Regions from separate parts of the Mus musculus genome. Here regions 2, 3, 4, 5 and 6 are each linked to region 1. Evidence: chromatin contacts called from public ChIA-PET, Hi-C, HiChIP or PLAC-seq and promoter capture Hi-C data. All regions are on one chromosome and are shown on one strand. The core of a region is the stretch at or near the end of the contact, and the rest is flanking DNA. Distances in the headings are between cores, read along the strand shown. Region 1 holds the start of Cyth2 (cytohesin 2). Region 2 holds the start of Fcgrt (Fc receptor, IgG, alpha chain transporter). Region 3 holds the start of Rps11 (ribosomal protein S11). Region 4 holds the start of Pth2 (parathyroid hormone 2). Region 5 holds the start of Kcnc1 (potassium voltage gated channel, Shaw-related subfamily, member 1). Region 6 holds the start of Cd37 (CD37 antigen).

Region 1 (3,850 bases), core at 865-3,364:
CCAAGCTAATTGGAGTCCTGCAGAGATCCGGGAAGGCTCACTTCATTTAGATCCCAGCAGCTACAAGTAACTTCAGGACTTTAGGCAAATCTCTCCTCGTGATGCTTCTGTTTTCCCTGTAACAACAGCCACAGTTCTCCTGGCAGGGTGGTCCTTCACCCTACAGAGGCTAAGATACAGTGTAGGTCCTGAGATTTCCTCTCCCTACCCTCATGCTGAAACAGCCTTCCAGGGGTAGTGGAGGGGACACTGACTTGATGGCTGGATCCATGTACTTAGATTCAGAACGAGCAAAAAGCATGGGCTATCACCAGGGGCCAGTGTCACCATTTCCCTGCTCCAGCTTAGGGGCTGGGGATGGGAGAGGCAGCAGTTGTCTCTAGGGTATATCCACTGTGAGAAGTGGAGGTGTTCACAGGGGGAACCCTGTCACTGTATGAAGGCCCCGGAGCTCTGGCAGGGTACCTGTATTTCTGAAATTGTGGGTCTCTGTTCTTGGCCTTTACCCATTGGTGCAGCCGCCTAAGTGCTCAGCAGGCTGAGGGCCAGCCTCAGGGGAGTTGCCAGAAAGCAGAGGTGTCCTCACTCATGTTCCCTACTGGGAGCCAGCACCATCGCTGGCACTGGCTTGCCTGAGTGCTGAGTCCACCCATGCCCTCCTCTGGTTCTCATCTTGCTTTATCCTTCAGAATCCCCAGTTAATAACCGGACAGGATTAATTAGCTGGCAGCTCTCCCACCTCCAAGTCCAGGGCAGGGACTGGGAACAAAGGAGACCATGGCGGAGAAGGATGCTAAGTTGGTTGGGCTGAACAGGCAGGGACATGGGATTCTAATGAAAAGAGAGAACTGGGTAGAACTGGTGTACCCAGGGTCTCCAGAAGAGAAGGCATGGGTCACGCCAGTCGTAAAGGTCACAGAGGGGATTAGGAGGCTCCGTGACTAATCCAGAGGCTTACCCAAGTCCTGGCCCAGAATCCGCCCCCACCTGAGCAGCTCAGGGACACAAATGAGGACAAGACCTGGAAGCCCCATCATGGGCCTGGGATTTACAAGTGTGCCGGAGTTCCCCATCACACAGGCCCCTCACTGCTTTCCCTGTAAAGAGGAGAATAATGTGTGGAGGAATGAGTTTAAGAAGAGCAGTGAGCCGAGCAGTGGTAGCGCACGCCTTTTAATCCCAGCATTTAGGAGGCAGAAGTAGGAGGACTTCTGAGTTCGAGGGCAGCCTGGTCTACAGGGTGAATTCCAGGACAGAGAAACCCTGTCTCGAAAAGAAAAAAAAAAGGGGGGGGGGCAGGAGTGTGGGAACTGAAAAGGTTGGGTGGAAGGAGGACTTTAAGCACAGGGTCTTGGAGAGTTGACAGAGTGCCAGGCAGAAGATTCTGAGGAAAAAGGGGTGTCTTGGGAGAATGCCTGGGGAAGGCAGGATTTTAGGAAGAGGAAGCTAAGAGGGAGAGTTTAGGAGGAAGAGTCACCGCGCATTCACGGTACCCAATACCATAACATTTGGAAGAAAGAATGCTTTTATTTACCATCCTTTGATTCTGAGGAGATTTGAGGTATGTAGGAAAGTCTCATGTAGAGGTATGAAAAGGGTTCAGAGATAGCGACCTGCAGAGAATTACCCTGAGAAAGGAGGCAAAAAGACCGACCTGTGTGGCTCGCAGTTGCTTGGCAACCACTGCGGTCAAAAGCTAGCGTGGAGGGCCAGGAGGTGTGGCTCGAGCTGCAACCCAAGGTTGAGACCCCGCCCTTGACAACAAAACTAACAAAGCACCGCCCCCTAACAACGAATGCCTGTTGGGGGGGGGTGGAGGGTTAAGTACCGCTAGTCTGGCTTGTGCGCAGGCGCAATCTCCCCTCTCCATGAAGCCACACCTCCTGGTCACTTCTTTATCAATTTTCTTATTGGAGGATAAAGCTGCCAAGGATTTTCCTTTGTTTCGGGGGCGGGACCGAGCACACTACCCACAGTCCGATTGGTCAGGCTAGCAGTCTATCGCCAGCTGTACGTGCCTGCATCTCCTTCTTGTGTGCCTATTGGTCCTGGAAATGATCCTGTGGGGCTAGGGGGCGGAGCATTCTGGGAGACCCGCAGCAGATTGGGTGGTGTCAAAGCAAGGGGCGGGCCCCACCGGCCGGGCGGTTGGGCCGTGAAGGGAGAGTCTTTTCGGCGCTGAGGACGGGCGCTGAGGAGGCGGCGGTGGCTCCTGGGGCGTTTGAGCGGGCTCACTCGAGCCCGCGGGCCGACGCGGACGCAGGCCCAGCCGGCGGAACCGCCCCGGACTCCCCGCGGGCCTTCCTAGCCGCCATGGAGGACGGTGTCTACGGTAGGCCGGGCGAGGCGGGCGGGCGGGCGGAGCGGCTCCCGAGCCCCGCCGCGGACAGCAGGGCAGTGGCGAGGCTTCTTTCAGCGCGCGGGACGGGCTTCCGGCGCGGTCGAGAGCCGGGGGTCCCGGGCCATTGTTTGGGCCGAGCCCGCTTCCGGCGACGGCGGGCGGGGCGGGGCGCGCAGCGGGGCGGGGCGTACACCCGCGGGAGCGGCGGCCTGGCTTTCTTCCTGCGGACCTAGGCTTAACGCCGTCCTTTCCGACCCTGACCCAGGGTCCTGCTGCCGTAGCTTGTTTCTACTGTGTACCCCAGATCCAGGCCACGTTGTCCGCTATGGCGGAACCAGAACCTCGTTTCTTTTCCAAGAAATGCACCCAAGATTCAGGACCCCCAACTTTCCCATCATGATGGAGCCAGAATCTGGCCCCCTTACGAGAAATGCACCCCAGGTTCATGCTAGGATCCCTACAGTGGTGGATCCAGAAGCCAGAGTCCTGGTGTCTTTCCAAGATTTGCATCCGAGATCTAGGACCCCAAAGCCCTTTTGATGATGAAGCCATGAGTCCAAGGCCCTGTGTCCTTCCAAGTAATGTTTCCAATATCCAAGCATCCTGTTCTACTGTGTTGGGACCAAGGAGCCAGGGCTTCCAAATAAAGCATCTAAAATTCAGACTCAGGAGTTTCTAATTGTGGTGATGGGTCCAGAATCCCAGGGACTGGTTGCCTTTCAAGTAATTGGCCCAGAAATTCATCCTCAGACCTATGAGCTGGGATTCCTAGGCACTTCTGACACAAACTCAGGACTCAGTTTTACTCCCTCTCCTCAGACTTCTGGTACCCATTCCTCTTCTGGACAGGAATCCAGGCCCCCAGCCCAAATCCTTTCTCAGGATGCAGGAGTCCTGACCCCCAGAACTAATTTCTTGACCCTGGTCCCCAGAGCCCCCAGACTTGACTCCAGAGGAGCGCATGGAGTTGGAGAACATCCGGCGGCGCAAGCAGGAGCTGCTGGTGGAGATCCAGCGCCTGCGAGAAGAGCTAAGTGAAGCTATGAGCGAGGTGGAGGGTCTGGAGGCCAATGAGGGCAGGTGAGGCCTGTGGGCACTCATGGGACATGGGGCTTAGCCAGGGCCCTGGATGCTCAAGCATCGGCCCTTGGCTGCTCCCCACCCTGCTTTTGCAGTAAGACCTTGCAGCGGAACCGGAAGATGGCAATGGGCAGGAAGAAATTCAACATGGACCCCAAAAAGGTTAGCGGGGAAGATGACTCTGGCATGGTTTTCATATCCCTGGTTCTAGAAGTGTTAAGACAATAGGTAGCCTTTAGACAGCAGACTCTGGATCTCTACACATCTGTTCCATGATTATCTGTGTAGTGAGGGCCTGGCCCTGTGCTTTGCAATGCTGTGAATCCTAAGACCCTGTCATAGCCTAGGCATCCCCTAGATAGAAGTGCTAACAGTTCAGGGTGAGATAGGGCAGTAAGAGAGGGGTTTTCCCGACACAGGAAGAGCCAG
Region 2 (3,850 bases), core at 908-3,407, 710 kb after region 1:
CTTCTCTCCTCCCTTCCTCCCTTCCTTCTTTCCTTCTTCCCTCCTTCCTTTGACAGGGTCCTTTGTCGCCCAGCCTGGTTTTAAACTTTCTATGTAATTGAGGATGACCTTGAACTCTGTTGTCCTGCGTGCTAGACAAGTAGATTTACTTCATTAAATGAACCAAAGCCCCCAGACCTCATATGGTTTTTGCTGTTGTGGAAACCTGACTCCCGCTCACTGTGTAGATCAGGCTAGTCTTGAGCACACAGGGATCTGCCTACCTCTGTGTCCTGAGTGCTAAGGTTAAAGGCGTGAGCGGCCACTCCTGTTCTTTTTCAGTTTTACTTCCTGGATTTGCTTGGTTCTCTGTGTCCCTGCGTGTTGAGTACAGTGCCCTCTGAAGCCGGTAGCTCCCCCGTAGCTGGAGTTACAGATGGTTGTGAGCATCGTGTGGATGCTGGCAGCCAAACTCAGGTCTTCTACAAGAGCAGCCAGTGTTTTTTTTTGTTGTTGTTGTTGTTTGGTTTTTCAAGACAGAGTTTCTCTACGTGACCCTGGCTGTCCTGGAACTCTCTCTATAGACCAGGCTGGCCTCGAACTCAGAGATTCACCTGCCTCTGCCTCCTGAGTGCTGGGACTAAAGGTGTGAGCCACCACCAGCACAGACAGTGTCTCTTAATCACCTAGCCATCTCTCTAGCCACAGACGCAGCTTTTTACAGGGGAGGCTAGCATCAGAAGATCAGGACTCAGGTCCTCATTCTTGGCAGGCAAACACTTACTGACTGAGCCCTCTCCCCAGTCCGTAGGAGGCCTGCAAGCCCAGCACTTAAGAGCTGGAGGCTGGGCTTCAGGAGTTCATGGTCGACCTGGGCTGCATGAGTTCCTGTCCTGACACATCTACCCTACCCCTCTGCTGCCTCCACGCTACCACCACCACCACCATTATTACACACGCACACACTTGTACACACACTTGATATAGACCAGAGGGAGAGGGAGGTCAAGGCAGGTAGGAGTGGTTGACTTTCTATTCTCTCTTAAAAAGGTTTTTTTTTTAATTTATTTATTGGTTATATGTAAGTACACTGTAGCTGTCTTCAGACACTCCAGAAGAGGGAATCAGATCTCGTTACGGATGGTTGTGAGCCACCATGTGGTTGCTGGGATTTGAACTCCAGACCTTCAGAAGAGCAGTCGGGTGCTCTTACCCACTGAGCCATCTCACCAGCCCTTAAAAAGGTTTTTTAGATTTATTTATTTTATTCATGCCTGTGTGTATACACGTGCCCCACATCCCTGCCTGGTGTTCAATGAGAAATTGTCAGACCCCCTAGAACTGGAGTTATGGGCAGCTGTGAGCCACCATGTGGGTGCCGGGAACCAAACTCGGATCCTCTGCAAGAGCAGCAGGTGCTCTTAACTGCTGAGCTGTCTCGTCAGCTCCAGACTTTCCAGACTCTTGCTTCTGTCTTTCAAGTGTGTGGGTTCCAGGCCTGCCCCATCACACCGGTTTTGCCCATCTACTTCAGCCTGTTGGTCCATCTGCTGACCACCAGTCGACCACTCACGGCTCTGTCAGTCTCCCTCTCTCGGCTGTTTATATTCCCTGCCGCCCAGGCCGGCCATGAACCCCTGGCCTCCCGGCCTCCATCCTTAGTGCTGGAATTACAGGCATGTGCTGCCGCCCACCCCCTTTCTTCTTTGCTGTCTATCTACCCTGTCAACCTACCTGTCTGTCAGTGTCTCTCTGTGTGTCTGTGTGTTTTTTCTGGCAAGATCTTGGGGTGGGCAGCAGGGTGGGAGACAGGGGCCAAAGGCAAAGGCTCTCATCACAGAGTGTGTAGGCAGGGTTGGGGCCACCTCAAGTGCTGGCACATGGAAGAAATCAGAGCAGGCTTACAGCTGGGAGTGGGCTGCTGCCAAACCTTGTGTGTTAGGCAACCATGCCATGACCAAGCCACACCCACAGCCCACAAATCCTGGGGTGTCTTAAAGTCACATTCAGCGTGCAGGCCTTTCCAGGGCTGCGAGTCTACTCCAAAAATGCTCCAAACGAGTAAACATAGAAGCTGTTTTGGGAGGCAGGCCTAATGACGTTTGCCCCGGGAGGCTTCCAACCAGATACAGCAGGAACTTCAAGAGAGGCTGGACAGAGGCCCAAGGGGTGTGCTTAGGAGCTAGTGGGTGGAGTTGGATGCCCTCAGAGTTCTCCAGTCCTAACTGTGTACAGACAGGATGTAAGAGAAGAACTGGAGGCTCTAAGCAGAGGATCCATCGGCTGCAGGCAGAGGGAAGAGGGCCTCTGTGAGGAACAGGCTGAGCGTCAGAGGAGGAGGCCCAGGCCTGGTTCTCTAGGTATGAGGGACCAGCACCCCAAGAGGAAAGAGGGTTGGGGCCTGGAGCTCCAGGTCTGAGGGAGGAGTGTTATGACCTGAGGGGGAGAGAGGAGGCTGGGGTCTGAGGAAGGAGAGCAGGACCCCGGGCACCTGAGTCTGAGGGATGAAGCCGGAGCCTAGGGTTTTGGGTTTGAGGAAAGATCTTGGAACTGGACTCCTGGATCTGAGGGAGGTGGAACTGGACTCCTGGCTTGGGTTTGAGGGCTCCTGAGGCTGAAATCTGAGCCCCTGGGAATGAGGGAGGAGGAGAAGGCCTGGATCCTCTGGTCTGAGGGAGGAGAAAAAGGAAATAACAGAAGTCTGAGACAAATTTTGGTCTGTCTAGCTCTGTAATTAATTAACTAAAGTGGATCAAATGAGAAGGTGAAAGTTCACAGAGGAACACTCCTGTCTGTCGTCTTGGACTGGGTCTCCATCCCACCATCCAGCGTCCTGGTCTACGAAGAGTCCACAGGGACCTTGTGAAGAATCAACAAGGCGGGGTCCAGAGGAGTCACGTGTCCCTTCCACTCCGGGTCACCCTGTCGGAATGGGGATGCCACTGCCCTGGGCCCTCAGCCTCTTGTTGGTCCTCCTGCCTCAGACCTGGGGCTCAGGTAAGAGGCCACCAGGACCTGGAGTGTGTCAGGAAGGGGACAGGAAGAAGAGCCAAAGAGTGGAAGAGGGACAATAAGTCCACTTTTTCCATGATGTCCTAGCCTTCATGGAAATCTCACTGTGGGTAACTTCTCTGTGCATCTGAGTCAAATACACTTGACAATCTCAGGCTCGTCTCTGTGTCCGTCTGTCCGTCTTGCTTCCTTTCTGGGTGTCTGTCCCCTTCTCTCTGGAGGATCATGGCACTTCAGATCGGGTCCAGTTTTCATTCTGCACCTCTGTGGGGCACGGTGCAGTCCGTGACCCGAGACTCTCCTGTTTGCTCTGCAGAGACCCGCCCCCCACTGATGTATCATCTCACGGCTGTGTCAAACCCATCTACGGGGCTTCCCTCTTTCTGGGCTACAGGCTGGTTGGGTCCTCAGCAGTATCTGACCTACAACAGCCTGCGGCAGGAAGCTGACCCCTGTGGGGCCTGGATGTGGGAAAATCAGGTGTCTTGGTATTGGGAGAAGGAGACCACAGACCTCAAAAGCAAAGAACAGCTCTTCTTGGAGGCCCTCAAGACCCTGGAGAAGATATTAAATGGTCAGAAGAGGGGTGAGCTTCAGTAGGCTGGGTTTGAGGAAGGATAATGGGTCTGGATTCCTGGGTCAAGGAAGGAGGCTGGAGCCCTAGGCCTGAAGTGGGAGGATTAGGTCTGAACCCTAGGAATAAGGGGGAAGGTTGGGATCTGGACCTCAAGGTCCGAGGGAGGAGAAGAGAGGAAGGCTGGCCCTTGCTCCTGAGTCTGCTTGCCTGCGTGTTGGCATCTAGGGACCTACACACTGCAGGGCCTGCTGGGCTGTGAACTGGCCTCGGATAATTCCTCAG
Region 3 (3,850 bases), core at 488-2,987, 690 kb after region 1:
AGCAGATCTTGGTGAGGACGGACACTGAGATCCAGGATTAGGGGGGCGCAGGTGAGAAGCAACCGCTCTGACATGTGTCTTTTCACACCACAGAGGTTACGGAAACAGGCAGAAAAGAATGTGGAGAAGAAAATCTGCAAGTTCACAGAGGTCCTCAAGACCAACGGACTCCTGGTGTGAACCCAATAAAGACTGTTTGCCTCATGCCTGCCTGGCCTGCCCTTCCTCCGCCGCCAACTAGGGAAGTGGGGACCAAAGGTTCCTTAGGCACTGCTCCTGTGGGTAGAGGGGACATTAGAGAGCTGACAGCGCACCACCTGCATGAGTTTTTATTAAAGTGCAAACCATGGGATGAATCAGTTGAGCTTCAGTGTTGAAAATGAGTAGCAGGGCTGCCCCACCCACCTGACCAAGTACCCTATTCTGCAGCTATGAAAATGAGATCTGCACATGAGCTGGGGTTCACAAGTGCACACTTGGAGCACTGCCTTGCTCCTTCCCAGCAGACCACAAAGCAGTATTTTTCTGGAGGATTTTATGTGCTAATAAATTATTTGACTTAAGTGTGTACGATGTGTGCTGTGCAGAGAGGGGCAGAGGGCACCAGCAGGTCATCTGCATGGGGGGCCCCTTTGGGTGAATCCTTGCTCACGGGATAGGCTTTGTTGCTCAAAAGTTGCAGATATACATCTTGGGTCCTGTCCTAGATGGTGTTACTGTAAGTCAGCACCAAGATACAAGAGCTGGTACCTGGACTGTAGGAGGTCAGGCCATGACACAAAGGCTGGGACTAAAGGCATTTACCACGCCTGAGTCTTCTGGTTCTTTAAACATCAAATCCTTCCGGGGGCTGGCGAGATGGCTCAGTGGTTAAGAGCACAGACTGCTCTTACGAAGGATCCGAGTTCAAATCCCAGCAACCAAATGGTGCCTAACAACTATCCATAATGAAATCTGATGCCCTCTTCTGGAGTATCTGAGAACAGCTACAGTGTACTTACATATAATCTTAAAAATGCTTCCCATGTTAACCACCACTAGAGTTTTTATTACAGCTAGCTGACCTGGAAGCCAAGTCCTTATGCCTCCGTGAGTGCTGGGGTTAAAAAGATCCAGCACCACTCAAAATGTCAATCTATTTTGAAAATATGCTTTATACTGTTCTAGCCCATCTGTGCAGGGCTAGAACGGTGAATACGAGAAACTGACACAAGCTTTTGCCACCTGGCTAAATGGTTCCTCTATTACCTGGGGTGGTCACCTAAGGTTAGACACTCATCCACGAGTAGTCAGGACATAAACCCATCAAAGTGTGGGTAGACGCGCAGCCTGAGATACTGTCAACAAAGGACATGCGACCTTGGTGACGTCGGCCTTTAATAAAAGGAAGAAAGGTTGACTATTCGGTCGACGCTGGCTGCTCCTGACATCGTATGGCAGATACTCTGCTGTAAAGCGGTTCACCCCTTTCTTGAGACCCGCTCTGCACGGCCGCTTCTCTCTGGAAACTGAATCCCAGCACGTGTTTCCCAACCCGTACGGCACGCCTTCTCCGCCCTAAGCCTCGCCGTACCACATGATGCACGTTTCCTCCACATCGTGCTCCTGAAATCTCGCGAGATGATAGGATCTTCCCGCCCCTTAGTCCTCCCCCGTCATGGCGGCGTACGGACAGTCCCAGGAACGCGGGCTCTCGCCGGAAGTACCTCCCACCTCCGTGAGGATAACCCCGCGTCACTTCCGCCCCGACCTCGCGTGGTGAATAAGGAAGCCGGGAGCGGCCCTGCCTCTCCCTTTCTCCGGCGGCCGGGAAGATGGCGGACATTCAGGTTCGAGCGTTTAGTTGCTTTCCCCCGACGCTTCGGTGTGGAGCGTATCCCTTGGCGTCCTCGTTGTCTTACGCATTAGCTGAAGCGAGGATGCCTGCGAATGCCTTCGTCTCAGGCGGCTCGGAAATCCGGGCTCTACGCAGTAATGGGGTCCCTGGCGCTTCGGGAGTTGGTTCTTAAAGCTCAGAGCTTAACGGGTGAGGGATTGTGGCGGGAGGAGGGCATCCTGCGGCGCGGGAGTCCTGCGGCGGCAGAGCCGGGGACACTGGGTAAAGCAGGTTTTTTCCCCTTGATGGAGACTGAGGCCCGGACCTCGTGCGCTCTACGGCAGGGCTGCGGTCCCGACCTCGCTGTAGTTTTCAGTGTGAGCGCAGCTCTGGCCTCGATGAGCTTAGGCTTGTCTTAAACTTGCCATCCTGCCTCAACCTCAACCGGGATGACAGATCCGGCCCACCAGGCTCGGCTACGTGGACATAAGCTTGAATCCCGAATGAGTGGATTTGTATGTTTTGGAGGTCCAGTCTGGCTGAAAAGCTCTTTTTGATCTCAGCCGTGAGTTCTGCAGGCTGTGGAGGTGTTAGATGGGACGCAGTGTGTGAGCTAAACTAGACTTGGGGTGGTTGGAGAGCCCTGACCAGCCGGTTTTGGCGATTGGGGCAAATAAGGTTGAAGGTAGGAAGGAAGAAATATTGTCTCTGATTTCCTTGAACTTTACCTGCAACCTCACCAAATTCTCATCCCTACAGACGGAGCGTGCTTACCAAAAGCAGCCTACGATCTTTCAAAACAAGAAGCGGGTTCTGCTGGGAGAAACCGGCAAGGAAAAACTCCCTCGGTACTACAAGAATATCGGTCTAGGCTTCAAGACGCCTAAAGAGGTACAGGACCCTCCAGCAGATGAGATCCCTGCTGCCCTGCACGTGTGGGAGCACAGCCACCCCGCCCCCTTCACAGTGGCTTCCCATGGGCCCCTGGGAATTGTAGTATGGGCCCTGAGGCGTCATCCTTGGTTCTGTTTAGGAAGTGGTAATCTAAACCCCACTTTCTTAACTTTGCAGGCTATTGAGGGTACCTACATAGACAAGAAATGCCCCTTCACTGGTAACGTCTCCATCCGAGGTCGGATCCTGTCTGGTGAGTGGGATGTTGGAAGGGTGGTTCTAGGTTCCTGCGTCCAGGGGCGCTGGCAAGTGATGTCTGTTCTCACGATGGTCTTCAGATGTCCTCTAGGGCACTGCTGAGACAGCCAGTTGACAAAGCTGATGCCATAAATGGAGCTTCTTGGGAGCCCCGTTCAACTGACTCCTACCTGCTAACACCTTTCTGTTACTCTCCCAGGTGTCGTGACGAAGATGAAGATGCAGAGGACCATTGTCATCCGCCGGGACTATCTCCATTACATCCGAAAGTACAATCGCTTTGAGAAGCGTCACAAGAACATGTCTGTGCACCTGTCCCCCTGTTTCAGGTGACTCTGGTAGCTTGGGATAATGACTCTAGACAAGACAGTCACTGGCTAGGCTGGAGGTGTCCCATGGGCAGAGCAGTGTGGGGTCCAGGAGTGTGTAGACTGCTGTGTGAACGTCTGGGAACTAGAAGTTGTAGTTTGTTAGTCTTAGCAACTGCGTAGATGGTGACTGGTTGGGTGGAGCAAGGGTGGCCCCCACCCCTTTGGCCTGTCTGGATGAAGGAATTGCTGGGGAGGCCCCTCCTGAAGACTCCTTGTCTGACCCCACAGGGATGTACAGATCGGAGACATTGTCACAGTTGGAGAGTGCAGGCCCCTGAGCAAGACTGTGCGATTCAATGTGCTCAAGGTCACCAAGGCTGCTGGCACCAAGAAGCAGTTTCAGAAGTTCTAAGGGGACTCTGGCCAATGCCCTAGAACAAATAAAGTTATTTTCCAACGTACAGAACAGGCTTGGAGTCTCATGTGTCCTGGGACAGAGCAAAGATTGCCAGGGCTTTCCTGAGCTGGAGGTATCTGCTGCATTTATGAGCCTCTAAATCTTGGTAACCAA
Region 4 (3,850 bases), core at 605-3,104, 630 kb after region 1:
TGGGGCTCCAGCCCAAAAGTTCTTCCCAGTGCCCAGGAGGGGGTTGAGAAAGGCAGGCCTAGACACTCGAGATCAAGACTCCAGCCATGTGTGGAGCGGCGGATGGAACTAGTTCTGAGCAGGTCCTTGTGCGGAAGGACAGGCCAGCGCTGGCCGGCAGGGGAAGGGGGCTGCTGGAGGGTAGTAGTCCAAAAAAAGTCCTCCTTTTCGGAGGAAGGGTTTGGAGATGGGTGAGCTCTTTGGCCGCATCCTAAGCTCTAAGGCGGTTTGATGGCTGGAGACAGCCGTCAAAACTCGGGATTTCGGGGCGTTAAGTGTCGCCTCGCGGAAACCCGGATTTCTGTGTGCGCCTCCTGCTAACCGCTTCTGCTTCTGCGCGGTAGACCGAGCAGGAGCTGCAAGAGGCAACTCCGCCCTCACAGCATAAAAGCCAATGAGGGCTCGGTCCGCCTCCAGAAAATGCAAATTTTGGAGGGCGGTCTCCTGGACCCCACCCTCCTCTTCAGACCAATCAGGGCGCGGTCCGCTCGCTCCGCGGGCTCTCCGAATAAACAGGTGGGGACTGCGCCTCCCCGAGCCGCGGGCTCTGCTTAGTTTCCTTATCCGGCACCTGCCGCGGTCCAGCTCGGAACTGCTGGAGCCCTCCCCGGCCGATAAACACGAGGCCCAAAAAGGTTATGAAATCCCGACCCAGCAGGATATGGTGACGCTTGCCTTTAATCCTAGCACTTGGGAGGCAGAGGCAGGCGAAGCTCTCGAGCTCAAGGCCAGCCTGGTCTACAGAGTGAGTTCCAGGACAGCCAGGGCTACACAGAGAAACCCTGTCTCGGAAGAATAATCCCTCCCCCCCCCCCAAAAAAAACCGGACCAAAACAGAGCTGGATCAGGGACCCACGGGCGAGGGAATCCAGAGAGAACAAGAGTCTCGAGGCAGATGACCCAAGAGGGAACCCGGAGAAGCGAGGATGCGGAGGGTCCCGGTTGCAGTGAGGCTGTGGGGCCCCCTCCCCACACACCCACAAGAGAGTGGCGCAGCAAAGAGGCGCAGTCGCAGTGCGACAGGCTCTTTATTAGGCTCAGGGCGCGTCCAGTAGCAACAGCTTCTGCATGTAAGAGTCCAGCCAGCGGCGGCGCTCCAGGGCGGCCAGCAGGCGCGCGCGCTCCCGAAAGGCCGCGTCGTCAGCTAGCGCCAGGCTGCGCCGAGACAGGGGGCTACCCAAGCCCGCCCAGGCACGACCCGGGGCGCGGAGGCTGGGGGAAGAGAGATGTGATTGCGCGCTAGGCCCCACAGGCCACCGCGGGTCCCCACTGCAGTCCGACGCTAAGCACCCCTGCCCTCCCCAACTCCCCGCATGCGGTATCTTGCCTTCCTTTGGGGCGGGGGGTCCTCTCCTCCCTTCTTTGGGTGTCCGGGACCTCACACCTACCTGAACACACCAGCGAGGGGCAGGGCAACACCTGAGGCAGGGCCAGTGCCCCAGGGCACAAGCAGTAGCAGCAGCAAAAGCAGCAACAGCCGCTCTCGGGGGCTCCTGGACATCTGGCAGGTCTCCATCACCTGTGGATACAGGGGCCAGAATCTCAATGTCATCATCCCGCCCAGAAGCCTAGGGCCCACAATCCAACCCTGCCACCAGCCTCCTACAGGACCCCCTACCGTGCAGTGGGCTCAGGCAGCTATGCTCACGCCCCTTTTATATACCCTCACAGCCCCCGCGGCGGCAGTGACGCAGGCCGGGCTGGGGGCGCGGGGTCACTCCACCCCACGCTCATTAGGAGCCGCCAGCGGTAATGAGAAGCCTGGTGGGGCCCTGCGCTGCCGTGGCCAACACCAACTAATTGGGACCCAGAGCTAGTACTGAAGAAGGGGGGGTGGTGGTACAGACAGAGAGGTGGACACAAGGGGTGTGTCAGAGGGATAAAAATAGAGACTGGAGAGGGGGACCATCAGAGCACAAGTCGAGAACACAAGAGAGAGGCAGGAAAGAGAGCAGAGGGACACAAGGGAGAAAGACAGAAAAGAAATAACCTCCAGACAGAAGGGCAAAGACAAGATGCCTAGGAAGGGAAAAGCAAGAAGGAAGAGAGGAAGGCTGAGAAGAGAGGGTGTGGAAAGGAGCTGGTCAGGAGAGAGCCAGGGACAAGAGAGAGACAGAGAGAAAGAGAGACAGAGAGAGACAGAGACAGAGAGAGAGGCAGGCGGTGGTAGTGTGCAAACAGGTGAAGTCACCACCGTGAAATGGGACACAGGAGGCCCTGGGCTTCCACTGGGAAAAGTCTTTCCCTCCCTACAAGGGACATGGGGGTATGGTGAAGATTAGGGCCAACCATTCATACCTGGCATGTTTCAAGGGGGCTCCCAAGGCCACCCTATGGTGCCGTACACTCAGGAGGCAGAAACAACCACTGCAGATTTGAGGCCTGTGTATGCTACATATTAAGACTGTCTTAAAGAGGGGTGGGGTGGGGGTAAAGAGCAACACCCTCTTCCCGTATCATGGGCAAGGGAACAGGCCCTGGATTCCTACCTCCACAGAGATGAGGAGCCAAACTTGGAATCCCAAACAGAAAGGTGGTCCAGACAGGGCCCCCCACTTCTATGTTCCGAAAGCCTGGATTCCTGGATTCTTCAGTCTGAAGAGAGCAGTATGGCCTGGTGAGGTTAGACTAAAAAGGTACCAGGGACTCAGATCCTTAGATTTGAGTGGGGAGTGGGAGAGGACATAGAACTCATTTTTACTTACTTTGTATTTTGGGACAAGGTTTCTCTGTGTAGCCCTGGCTGCCCTGGAACTTGCTCTGTAGGCCAGGCTGGCCTAGAACCCAGATCCACTGGCCTCTGTCTCCCAAGTGCTAGGATTAAAGGTGTGCTCCACCACCACCCAGCTGGATTTTGTGTCTGTTGGGTTGATAGTTTTGTTCTGTGTGTGTATATTTGACTGGTTGGGTTTTATTTTTGTTTTAGAGTTTCTGTAGCTCAGGCTGTCCTGGGTCTCACTAAGTCACCCAAGCTTGCTTTGAACTCATAATCCTCTTGCCTGTGCCTTCTGCGAGCAGGGATCCCAGGCCTGTATCATCACACCATGCCAAACCCTCACTGCAAAGAGATCACAGCTTGGTCCAATTCTAACTTCCTTTTCTACCTTATCGATGAGATCCTATGTCTCTGTCCCTTTAAGAATCCCAGCCTGTTGCTATGCTCTCAGGATTCCCCAGGGAGGGGGTCAGGTGCGTCACCTGTCACCTGTGTGCCTCTGGGACCCTACTGCCTGTTCCTTCCAGCGCCATTCGGCTGCACTCCCTGCCTATCTCTTTGTTCAGCGCTGATCACCTGCTGTTGTCTTTGATACCACCGAGCAGGTAAGAGCCCCCTTGACTCCGGATGACCCTGTCCCATCCCAACTCACTCACTCCTGCATCTCCAGTCCACCACTGGAGTTACTGGATCCCTAGCTCTGTAAACAGGGGTGTGAGCCCACTGTCCTGTCTGCATCCCCATCAGGTTGAGGAGTCCACACCTCACATCCCTATTTCTTAAAGCCCTGGAACTCTAAGATCCAGACATCATCTAGCCCGTGGTCCAGGGATCCCATGTCCTTCCCCCTGTAACCCTTCACCCCTGCTTGTAGGCCCCAATATTCAAAATCTCTAAGTACCCAATTTCTGCCAAGAACCAGAGACATAGACTCAGAGCCCAACAGTTTGCATCTCAGGACTGTGGAGTCTTCCTCCTCCCACTGAGTTTGGGCCCCAGCTCTTCATTCTCATCATCCTCAGGTGTTAAAGCCTTTGCAGTCCTGGCCTCTTAAGAGCCTTGGGAGAAGGTTGTCCTATGTCCCCTTGGCCATCT
Region 5 (3,850 bases), core at 540-3,039, 580 kb before region 1:
GTCACTTACCCGCGCGTAGCGGGATGAGTAGGGGTCCTCGAACAGCGCCCAGATGCGCGGTTGCCAGCGGCGCCAGAAGCCGCCAGGCCGGCCATCTGGGGAGTCACTGAGTGCCAATCTCTTGGTCATCTCCAGCTCGTCCTCGCCGTCGCCCGAGTCGCCGGGGCCGTCGGCGTCCGCGTCGTCGGCGCTGTTGTCCAAGGGCGCACCGCCAAAGCTGTCCAGCGCCTCCTCAGCGTCTCGGTGCTGGCGATAGGTCATCCAGCAGCAGGGCTCCACGTCCGTCTCGTCGATGCCCCAGAAGGCCAGCTCCTCCTCGTAGAGCGGCCCGCACACGTCGGCCGGGCAGTGAAGCTTGCCGGTGCGGTAATAGTTCAGGATGTGAGCGAAGACGCCCGGGTGGCGGTCGAAGAAGAACTCGTCGGCACGCGGGTCATAGTCGAAGTGGCTGTGGGCGTCCGGCTCTGCCAGCCAGGCAAGCCGCGTGCCGGGCAGCGTGCGCAGCGTCGAGCGGTACGTCTGGTGGCGCGTGCCGCCCACGTTGATCACGATGCGCTCGCTCTCGTCCCCTTGGCCCATCGCGGCGCCCCCTTAGGCATGGCGCGGCCCAGCGACACCCATGGGAGCTGCCGCCAGGGGGAGTTGGCGACGGGGAGGGGGGCGCAGGGCCTCTTCCCCCCTCCCCCCAGCCGTCGGGGGGCACAGAGGACCGCGGCTCTGGCCACCCACCCCAACCAACGAGCCAAGCTCCCTCAGGGGGAGCTGTCAGGCAGGTGCGGGTCCAGGGGTGTGTGCACGGGCTCCCTAGGGTCTTTAAGGCGCCTAGTGTGAGAGGGAGCTGGCCTGGCTGCGGAGGAGGCAGTGGAAGAGAGGAGGGAGGTAAAGAGGGAGGGAGGAAGGGAGTGGGGCGGCGCTCAGCGGCGAGGCCCGGGAGGAGGGGAGAGAGGATGGGGGGGCCGGGCTCCCGGTATCATCTCAGCGGGAAAATGGAGAAACCGACACAAAGCTTTTTAGGGGAAGGTCAGCTGCTCCGTTTCGGGGGCCGGACCGATAGACCAGCCCCAGCTGGGAAAGAGGGGGTTACGAGAAATCCGCGCTTGGCTCTGCGGTGGTCGCTGCAGCGCGCTCCCGGTGCGGTGGGGACGGATGCGGCTTGCTCTCCTCCCTGCGTGACCGGTCCCCTTCGGCTCTCCTTGCCTATCTGCCTACTCCCCTCGGTGGCGGGTGAAGCTGCCTGACCTCCCTCCTCGTTCCTTCTCCCCGCCTCCCGGAGGGGATGGCGGGTCCCCTGGGTAGGGGCACCAGGGTGCTGCCCCGCGGGGCGGCCGCTGAGCGCAGCACCTTGTGCGCTCGGGCTGGGTCAGGGGTTCCGCTGGGCTGCGTTGGGACTCAGGCTTCCGCGGCGGTGCTGAAGGGACAGCTCCCGGACGGCTGCGGAGCTGCGCTGGGCCGAGCGAAGGTTCTCCCGGCCGGGTTTGCTTGGCGGGGCCGGCGGGCACTGGCTCCGGTGTCTCTGCGCCCCGCACTCCGCTCTCTGCTCTAGGAGGGCGGGTGGCGCTGGCAGCCGAGGCGAGGGGCGCTGCCGAGGTCGGGCCCGGTAGGCGGGGGTGGCAGGTCCGGGCGCGGCGCAGCGAGACTGGCGAGGCCAGGGAGGCGAGGCGCGGAGCGGCCACCGCCGCCACCGCCGCCGCCGCGCCGCTGCTGCCTCCGGGCTGCTGCTCCGCTGCCTGCTCGCTTGCTCGTTCGCGCGGTCCGCGTCCAGCCCGCGGCTCTCCGGACACGGGCACACGGCGCGCGCAGCCGCACTCGCCCCCGGAGGGAGGCGCCGCGCTGGGTCCTAAAAAGCCCTGATTCTGCGCCCCCCTCCGAGGCCGGCACCGAACCCCGCCTCCCTCAACCCTGGCGCTGGGGGCGCCCGCCCTTCGTTGCCTCTTGCTCGGTGGGGACCCGCCGACGCTCCGCCCTAGGGGAGCTCCACTTGTTGGGCGGAGGCTCCCAGCGACGTCTGGGCCCGCGCCCCCGTCACACCGAGGTGAGAAGGGCGGCGGCCAGCTCCTCTTCTAACCCAGGAGCCATCTGATACCCTGAGCAGACAAGCCATTCCTTGACCAGGACGAGACTGACCTCTTAAGGAATCTTTTAATACCGACCCTTCCCGGGGAAGCCTGAAGGCCCAATGATTCTTTCAGAGATAACTTCTTACAGGGACTGTAAAATAATACCTTTTTCACCATCCCTCTGTCCTAACTCACCATTAATGATCAATCCCGAGCCCCTCTTGATCCCTTTGGCCCCTTTCAGGCCTTGAACCCTTCCTGATTCTAGGGTGGCTTAGTCACAACCATGACAGACAGACCTCAGTTTACCCAGAAAACTGAACTACCTTATGAAAACATGCACAAAGACTGCTCAGCCCCTTGAATACTGGCGGCCTCGCTCCCCTTCAGGCACTCTGGGTGGTGAGCCATGCATGTCCAGGGCTGTGGTCCCTACATACTGGAAGTTAATGCTGGGGACAGAGATCGTATTTCTAACTTCAAAGTCCTTCTGGCCCACGCTTGCCACTCACCCCTAGGTTTATTTAATCAACAGTCATTAGCTCTCATTCCGTACTTGCTCCAGATTCTCTACCAAGTACAAAAATCACACGGGACAAGTCAGACCCAGCTCTCAACCTCCAGGGACTCCCAGCTTTTTAAAGAAGTGAGCAGGTGGGATTGAGAGGGACTGGAAGGTCAGGCCCAGCTCCAGAGGCCACTGGGCTATGAAAGATGCTTATTGATTCCTGTCCACTACAATCGAACAGGCTGCCCCGGCACAGGGGATTTAATTAAGAAGCGAGAGACTCTTACCTGTTGGCTAACAGTGCAGATAGCTGTCTGTCTATACTGACCCCCAGGCACTGTTGCGAGCCTAGGGACAAACCTGTGACCTATCTCCCCACCTGATCGTGGGAATCACAGCACTAATTAAAACAGATCTTCATGTCACAGGGGGAAAGTGCGGGGAGGTAGAGAGGGGGTGAGAGGCGGGAGGCAGAGAGGCAGAGTTATCAGAAAGGGGCAGAGATGGACAGACAAAGAGGAGAAAAGTCTGAGGAGACCTCTTCCCTCCAGAAACTAATCACAGCGTTCCTCCAGACAGCCATTCCCTTTGGTCTCAGAGTGAGGCAGGATAGATGGCTTTCAGTGCCCTTCTCTCTCTGGCCAGAGTCTGTCCCATCTCCTGGTCCAGAGTGATGCACCTCCAGCCTGGCCCTGATTCAGATCCCTAGGACAGTGGCTTTCAGGATGCTCAGCCCAATCCTAAGATTAATAGAGACCCCGGAAGTGAGATTTTTTTTAAAAAGAGGCATGCAGAGACAAGGACATGTACAATCTCAGCTGTGAACGGTCAAGAGGCAGACCGACAAAGGGGCTTCCCTAGACTCTTCCTCAGGAAACCTGAGGAGCCAGCCACAGGGGCTCAGGCTGCCCCCTCTTCCCTGTCTGCAAAGCCACATAGGAGCAGAGCTTGGCTCTCCAAATGTCTCTCTAGTTCAGCTCTCTTTATCAAAGGACTGCGTGTGCCTCCAGAGCTTCTTTCCACAGAGCCCTAGACAGGGAAGCCCCTCACTGAAGTCGAAGTGATTCGCAAAAGGAAACCGGCTGGGACCCTAGAGTCCTGGCTTTAGAGGCTCCAGATGTCTAGACTCTTTAACTGAGACTGAGTCTTGAGTGAGGACTTACCAAGAACCTCTGAGAGGTAGGCACTAAGCTCCAGTCAGACTCTACTCCATGGTGAGGAGCAGTGGGCACTATGGTGGGACCTGGGCATGGGAGAAAGCAGACGGAGAAAAGATCAGGTCTTG
Region 6 (3,850 bases), core at 400-2,899, 580 kb after region 1:
CACACACACACACACACACACAAAGGCCAATTAGGGATTTTAAGGACAGCAGATAAGAATTAAAAACTGGCAAATGAGAGGCCCAGATGTGCCACCAAACGGTGTTCCATCCCAGACCCCACAGGAGGAAGGGAAGATAAGCTAAGTGTCTCAACCTATCTGTCCGATTATTGGGACAATGAAGCACAAAGAAAGGGGAATCTCCCCCTAGGAATCTCATGCTGGGAAAGGGAAAAGATGCCAACCAATGGTTAGCGTGTCCCTGAATAGGATTTCACACGGCTCTAAGAGCTTGGGCGACCACAGGTTGAGGTTGAAGCCCAGACGATGGTGGGTCAGTGGTGGGTAGGACCGCATGGTGGACTGCATAGACATGCATAACATTAGCCTTCTATTTACACCTCAGTCTCAGTGAGGGACCCCAAAAATGAATTGAAGGGGATCACCAGATCGCTTTGTGCCCTTCTAAATGTGACCACACTGTGTGTAAACCTTTTTCTGTTTCCTCTAGAAATTTGGTTCTTTTACTTGGCTTATTGGAGATGGCAGAACCTGCCTTGGAGCACAGCCTGTGGCAGGAGAGGCCCAGTCCCGAAAATTTATCTATCTTCTGCCCTCTATAAGCACCATGTGGCGCAGACATACACACACACACACATCGTTAAAATTTTTTTAAAAAAAGATGAACAGCTTCCAATGTTGTCCTCTGGCCTCCAAAGGCGCGCGCGCGCACACACACACACACACACACACACACACACACACACACACTAACACATACAAATACACATACAGAAAGAAAATAGATGAGACATGTCTCAGAAGGCAGCTGCTGTCCCAGAGAACTAGGCTTTGGGTAGATAGGTGATAGGAACTTCCCACATTAGAAATCTGTGAGGAACTGGGGACTTGACAAGTGTCAGGGACTTCTTTCTGGGCACATCATAGGAAACTTTGAAGATGCTAGGTATGCTCAAGTGACCCCCACTCCAGTGCCTGGCTTTTCTGGGGCCTCCTCCCCTCAGGTTTCTCCGCAGAGGTAGGAAGTGCCATCTGAGGTTCACTTCCTCCACCGGATATTCAGGCACTGCCTCGCTGCCCTCCTCACTCCTGGGACTGTCACACCTCCTCTGCAGCCCTTTCACTTCCCCAGGGGTCCAACCCTGGCCCCCAAGCACATCGGAGCACCTGCTCTAGAAGAAAGAGAGCAAAGAGAGAGACCCAGGGAAAGAGACACACAGGACAGAGACCGCAAAGGCCCAGAGAGACAGAGACAGAGAGGCAGAGACAGCGCGGTGGCTCGAGGCTAATGGGTGCTAAGCAGAAGATCACAGGGTGCAGGGGGCGGAGCCAGTAGCCAGTGAGGTCAGAGTGTCTGTGAGGTTGAACTCTGCAGAAACAACCTTGAAGTCCCAGGACCCACGTGAGTGGAAGTCCATCAGAAGCCCCTGTGCGCCCTGCCTGAGCTATGGACACCTGCGAGGAACCCATTGTGTCCCTGGCACCCACATATTCCAAGGACCCTCAGGTACTGCTGTGCACTCGATGGAACCCTGAAGAAGATAGGGCCCCCGCTGACAGTCACTAAATGAACAGGGCGGGGTGGAGCTCCACCCCCCCGGAACTTCCTCTTTCTCTGCCGGTTTCCTTTGTGCCTCTCAGTCTCTGTCTTTCTTTGCCCACTATTCCCCTTCCCCCCTGCGGCCAACACCTCTTCTGTCTGGGTTTCTCGAGTGGGTCATTCCCCATCTAGGCGAAGATGTCCGCCCAAGAGAGTTGCCTCAGCCTCATCAAGTACTTCCTCTTCGTTTTCAACCTCTTCTTCTTTGTGAGTCTACTCATGGCTACCCAGCCGGGGTTCCAGGGCCACAGTGGCCCTTGATCCGCCCTAGCCTCATTTCTTCTCTTCCCCTAGGTACTAGGCGGCCTGATTTTCTGCTTCGGCACCTGGATCCTCATTGACAAGACCAGCTTCGTGTCCTTTGTGGGTGAGGGGGGCTGCGCAGTAGGGGAGGGTCTTTGGACTTGAACCCAGAATCCCACCCCAAGGCATCTCCTGATATCTCACTCGCCCTGGGGAGGCCCTCAATAGCTACTATCTTCCCAGGTAGGGCTCCAGCTCTGACTGGCACCCCACTGGCACTGCCAGTAAGCTGGATGTGTGCTGGTAAGTAGGAAGTGTAAAGCAGATGTAGCCGGTCATGCCTGTCATCCCAGCACGCAGGAGGTGGGAGATCAGGAGTTCCAGGCCATCCTAGACTACACAGTGGGTTGGAGCCCAGGCTGGATAATGAGGTCCTGCCTCCAAAACAACCACAGCACCATGAGGTCGCGGTTAGGAACAGTAATAACAGAAATAATAGCTATTTCTCAAATACTTCCTGTGTCTCATTTTGGACTGGAACTCAGAGACTCTCCCTTGTTGAGGTTCAGAGAAGGGAAGTCTTTTGCTGGGTGTCACACAGCCAGGAAGGGGAAGAGCAAAAATAAAGTAATAATAACAAGGAAACCATTTAAGGAGGGGACACCAAAACCATAGCAACTCAGACTCACCACATTGACCGCTGAATTGAACAGCGTTTTCATTCGAACCTCGCTCAGAACAATTCTAGGATATATGTGGTGGCCCACACCTGACATTCCAGCATGGGGAGGTGTAGGTGGGAAGATCACAAGGTTCCAGGTTACCCCTGGCTACTGAGTCCGAGGCCAGCCTGAGTTACCTGAGACTCTGTCTCAAGAAAAAAGAAAAAAGGAAAGGAAAGGAAAGGAAAGGAAAGGAAAGGAAAGGAAAGTCCAGGAAATCGATCCTTTATTTCTTTGCCCTCAAAAAGTTTAAGAAATGGATTCAGCTGGGCATGGTGGCACATGTCTTTAGTCCCAACACTTGGGAGGCAGAGGTGGGCAGATCTCTGTGAGTTCAAGGCCACCTAGAGTACAGAGTTCCAGGAAGGCCAGGGCTGTTACACAGAGAAATCTTCTCTGAGAGAGAGAGAGAAAGAGAGAGAGAGAGAGAGAGAGAGAGAGAGAGAGAGAGAGAGAGAGAGAGGAGAAAGCACCTCAGCGTGGGGCAGAAGCAGAGGCCCACCCAGGCAGATTCAGAGGAAGGGACACGGGGATCCAAGAGTCACGGCCTTCCTGGGTGGCCGAGTGGAGCTGCTGTCCTCTCCTCCACCCACTCTCACTGCTTGTCACCACCTCAGGTTTGTCCTTCGTGCCACTGCAGACTTGGTCCAAGGTCCTGGCTGTCTCAGGTGTCCTCACCATGGCCCTGGCTCTCCTGGGCTGTGTGGGGGCTCTAAAGGAGCTGCGCTGTCTCCTGGGCCTGGTGAGTGGCATTCCCCACCCCCCGTTTCGGGCCAGCCCCTGGGAGACCCGAGGGGCTGAACTCCCCCTCCACTCTGTCCTCAGTATTTTGGAATGCTGCTGCTCCTGTTTGCCACACAGATTACCCTGGGCATCCTCATTTCCACTCAGCGGGTCCGGGTGAGTTTACTAACATCATTACCCCAGGCTTGGAGGGTCTGGGGCGGGGAGAGAGAAAGGCAGGTGGGCGCTGCTCTCAACCAGGAAGCTGGGCTGTAGAACAACACACAGAGAAAGACACACGGACACAGAAGTACAGAGGCATGTGGTGACTGAAGGGGAAAGGTGAAGTAGTGTTGCTTGTGCTCAATCCCCACAGGCTGAGGTGGAGAATCATATTAGCATAACAGACCAAGGAGGTCACATCGACTAAAAAAAAAAGGGGGGGTCATGTGTGATGGCACACCCCTTTAATTCCACTGCTCTGAAGGAAGAGGCAGGCAGATCTCCATGAGGTCAGATAGGCCCATACAATAAATTCCAG

Evidence for each region. Promoter capture Hi-C pulls out the DNA fragments that hold promoters and counts their contacts. Hi-C and Micro-C count contacts between places; a contact is called where the count stands out from the background. ChIA-PET counts read pairs in DNA pulled down with a chosen protein or histone mark. HiChIP or PLAC-seq counts read pairs in DNA pulled down with a chosen protein or histone mark.
Region 2: a promoter capture Hi-C map of liver shows a contact between it and region 1, with 3 times the contacts expected there. The contact joins the promoter of Fcgrt here to the promoter of Cyth2 in region 1. A contact is called at or near these places in 2 of 39 promoter capture datasets (embryonic stem cells and liver).
Region 3: an RNA polymerase II ChIA-PET map of memory CD8 T cells shows a contact between it and region 1, with 13 read pairs. The contact joins the promoter of Rps11 here to the promoter of Cyth2 in region 1. A contact is called at or near these places in 5 of 39 promoter capture datasets (cranial neural crest, embryonic stem cells, liver and 2 more), 2 of 484 Hi-C or Micro-C datasets (B cells and neutrophils), 5 of 115 datasets of contacts at active chromatin or transcription factors (memory CD8 T cells, neural tube, pancreatic cancer cells and 2 more) and 2 of 9 other capture datasets (liver and pancreatic islet).
Region 4: a contact with region 1 is called in a Hi-C map of rod photoreceptor, with 2.3 times the contacts expected there. The contact joins the promoter of Pth2 here to the promoter of Cyth2 in region 1. A contact is called at or near these places in 2 of 39 promoter capture datasets (both in liver) and 1 of 484 Hi-C or Micro-C datasets (rod photoreceptor).
Region 5: a Hi-C map of CD8 T cells shows a contact between it and region 1, with 4 times the contacts expected there. The contact joins the promoter of Kcnc1 here to the promoter of Cyth2 in region 1. A contact is called at or near these places in 1 of 39 promoter capture datasets (pre-B cells), 1 of 484 Hi-C or Micro-C datasets (CD8 T cells) and 1 of 115 datasets of contacts at active chromatin or transcription factors (memory CD8 T cells).
Region 6: a contact with region 1 is called in an H3K4me3 HiChIP or PLAC-seq map of bone marrow-derived macrophages, with 3 times the contacts expected there. The contact joins the promoter of Cd37 here to the promoter of Cyth2 in region 1. A contact is called at or near these places in 1 of 39 promoter capture datasets (liver) and 2 of 115 datasets of contacts at active chromatin or transcription factors (bone marrow-derived macrophages and memory CD8 T cells).

What each region holds. Positions count from the first base shown.
Region 1 is chr7:45,812,580-45,816,429 of GRCm38.p6, reverse strand. Cyth2 (cytohesin 2) reads left to right here and starts at 2,114. Exons shown (of 13, transcript NM_011181.3): 1 at 2,114-2,332; 2 at 3,274-3,421; 3 at 3,517-3,583. The coding sequence starts at 2,314.
Region 2 is chr7:45,102,129-45,105,978 of GRCm38.p6, reverse strand. Fcgrt (Fc receptor, IgG, alpha chain transporter) reads left to right here and starts at 2,157. Exons shown (of 7, transcript NM_010189.3): 1 at 2,157-2,339; 2 at 2,706-2,976; 3 at 3,308-3,565; 4 at 3,794-3,850. The coding sequence starts at 2,910.
Region 3 is chr7:45,122,276-45,126,125 of GRCm38.p6, reverse strand. Rps11 (ribosomal protein S11) reads left to right here and starts at 1,737. Exons shown (of 5, transcript NM_013725.4): 1 at 1,737-1,829; 2 at 2,576-2,707; 3 at 2,888-2,963; 4 at 3,168-3,297; 5 at 3,568-3,738. The coding sequence starts at 1,815. The coding sequence ends at 3,691. Rpl13a (ribosomal protein L13A) reads left to right here. Exons shown (of 8, transcript NM_009438.5): 7 at 1-11; 8 at 94-563. The coding sequence ends at 180. Snord35b (small nucleolar RNA, C/D box 35B) reads left to right here and starts at 3,015; the gene lies at 3,015-3,101.
Region 4 is chr7:45,178,999-45,182,848 of GRCm38.p6, reverse strand. Pth2 (parathyroid hormone 2) reads right to left here and starts at 1,854. Exons shown (of 3, transcript NM_053256.2): 1 at 1,658-1,854; 2 at 1,428-1,558; 3 at 1,011-1,251. The coding sequence starts at 1,555. The coding sequence ends at 1,077. Gfy (golgi-associated olfactory signaling regulator) reads left to right here and starts at 3,252. Exons shown (of 5, transcript NM_001195255.1): 1 at 3,252-3,360.
Region 5 is chr7:46,394,407-46,398,256 of GRCm38.p6, reverse strand. Kcnc1 (potassium voltage gated channel, Shaw-related subfamily, member 1) reads right to left here and starts at 1,789. Exons shown (of 4, transcript NM_001112739.2): 1 at 10-1,789. The coding sequence starts at 579.
Region 6 is chr7:45,236,638-45,240,487 of GRCm38.p6, reverse strand. It overlaps Cd37 (CD37 antigen), which reads left to right and starts at 1,649. Exons shown (of 8, transcript NM_007645.4): 1 at 1,649-1,828; 2 at 1,916-1,988; 3 at 3,204-3,328; 4 at 3,412-3,486. The coding sequence starts at 1,760.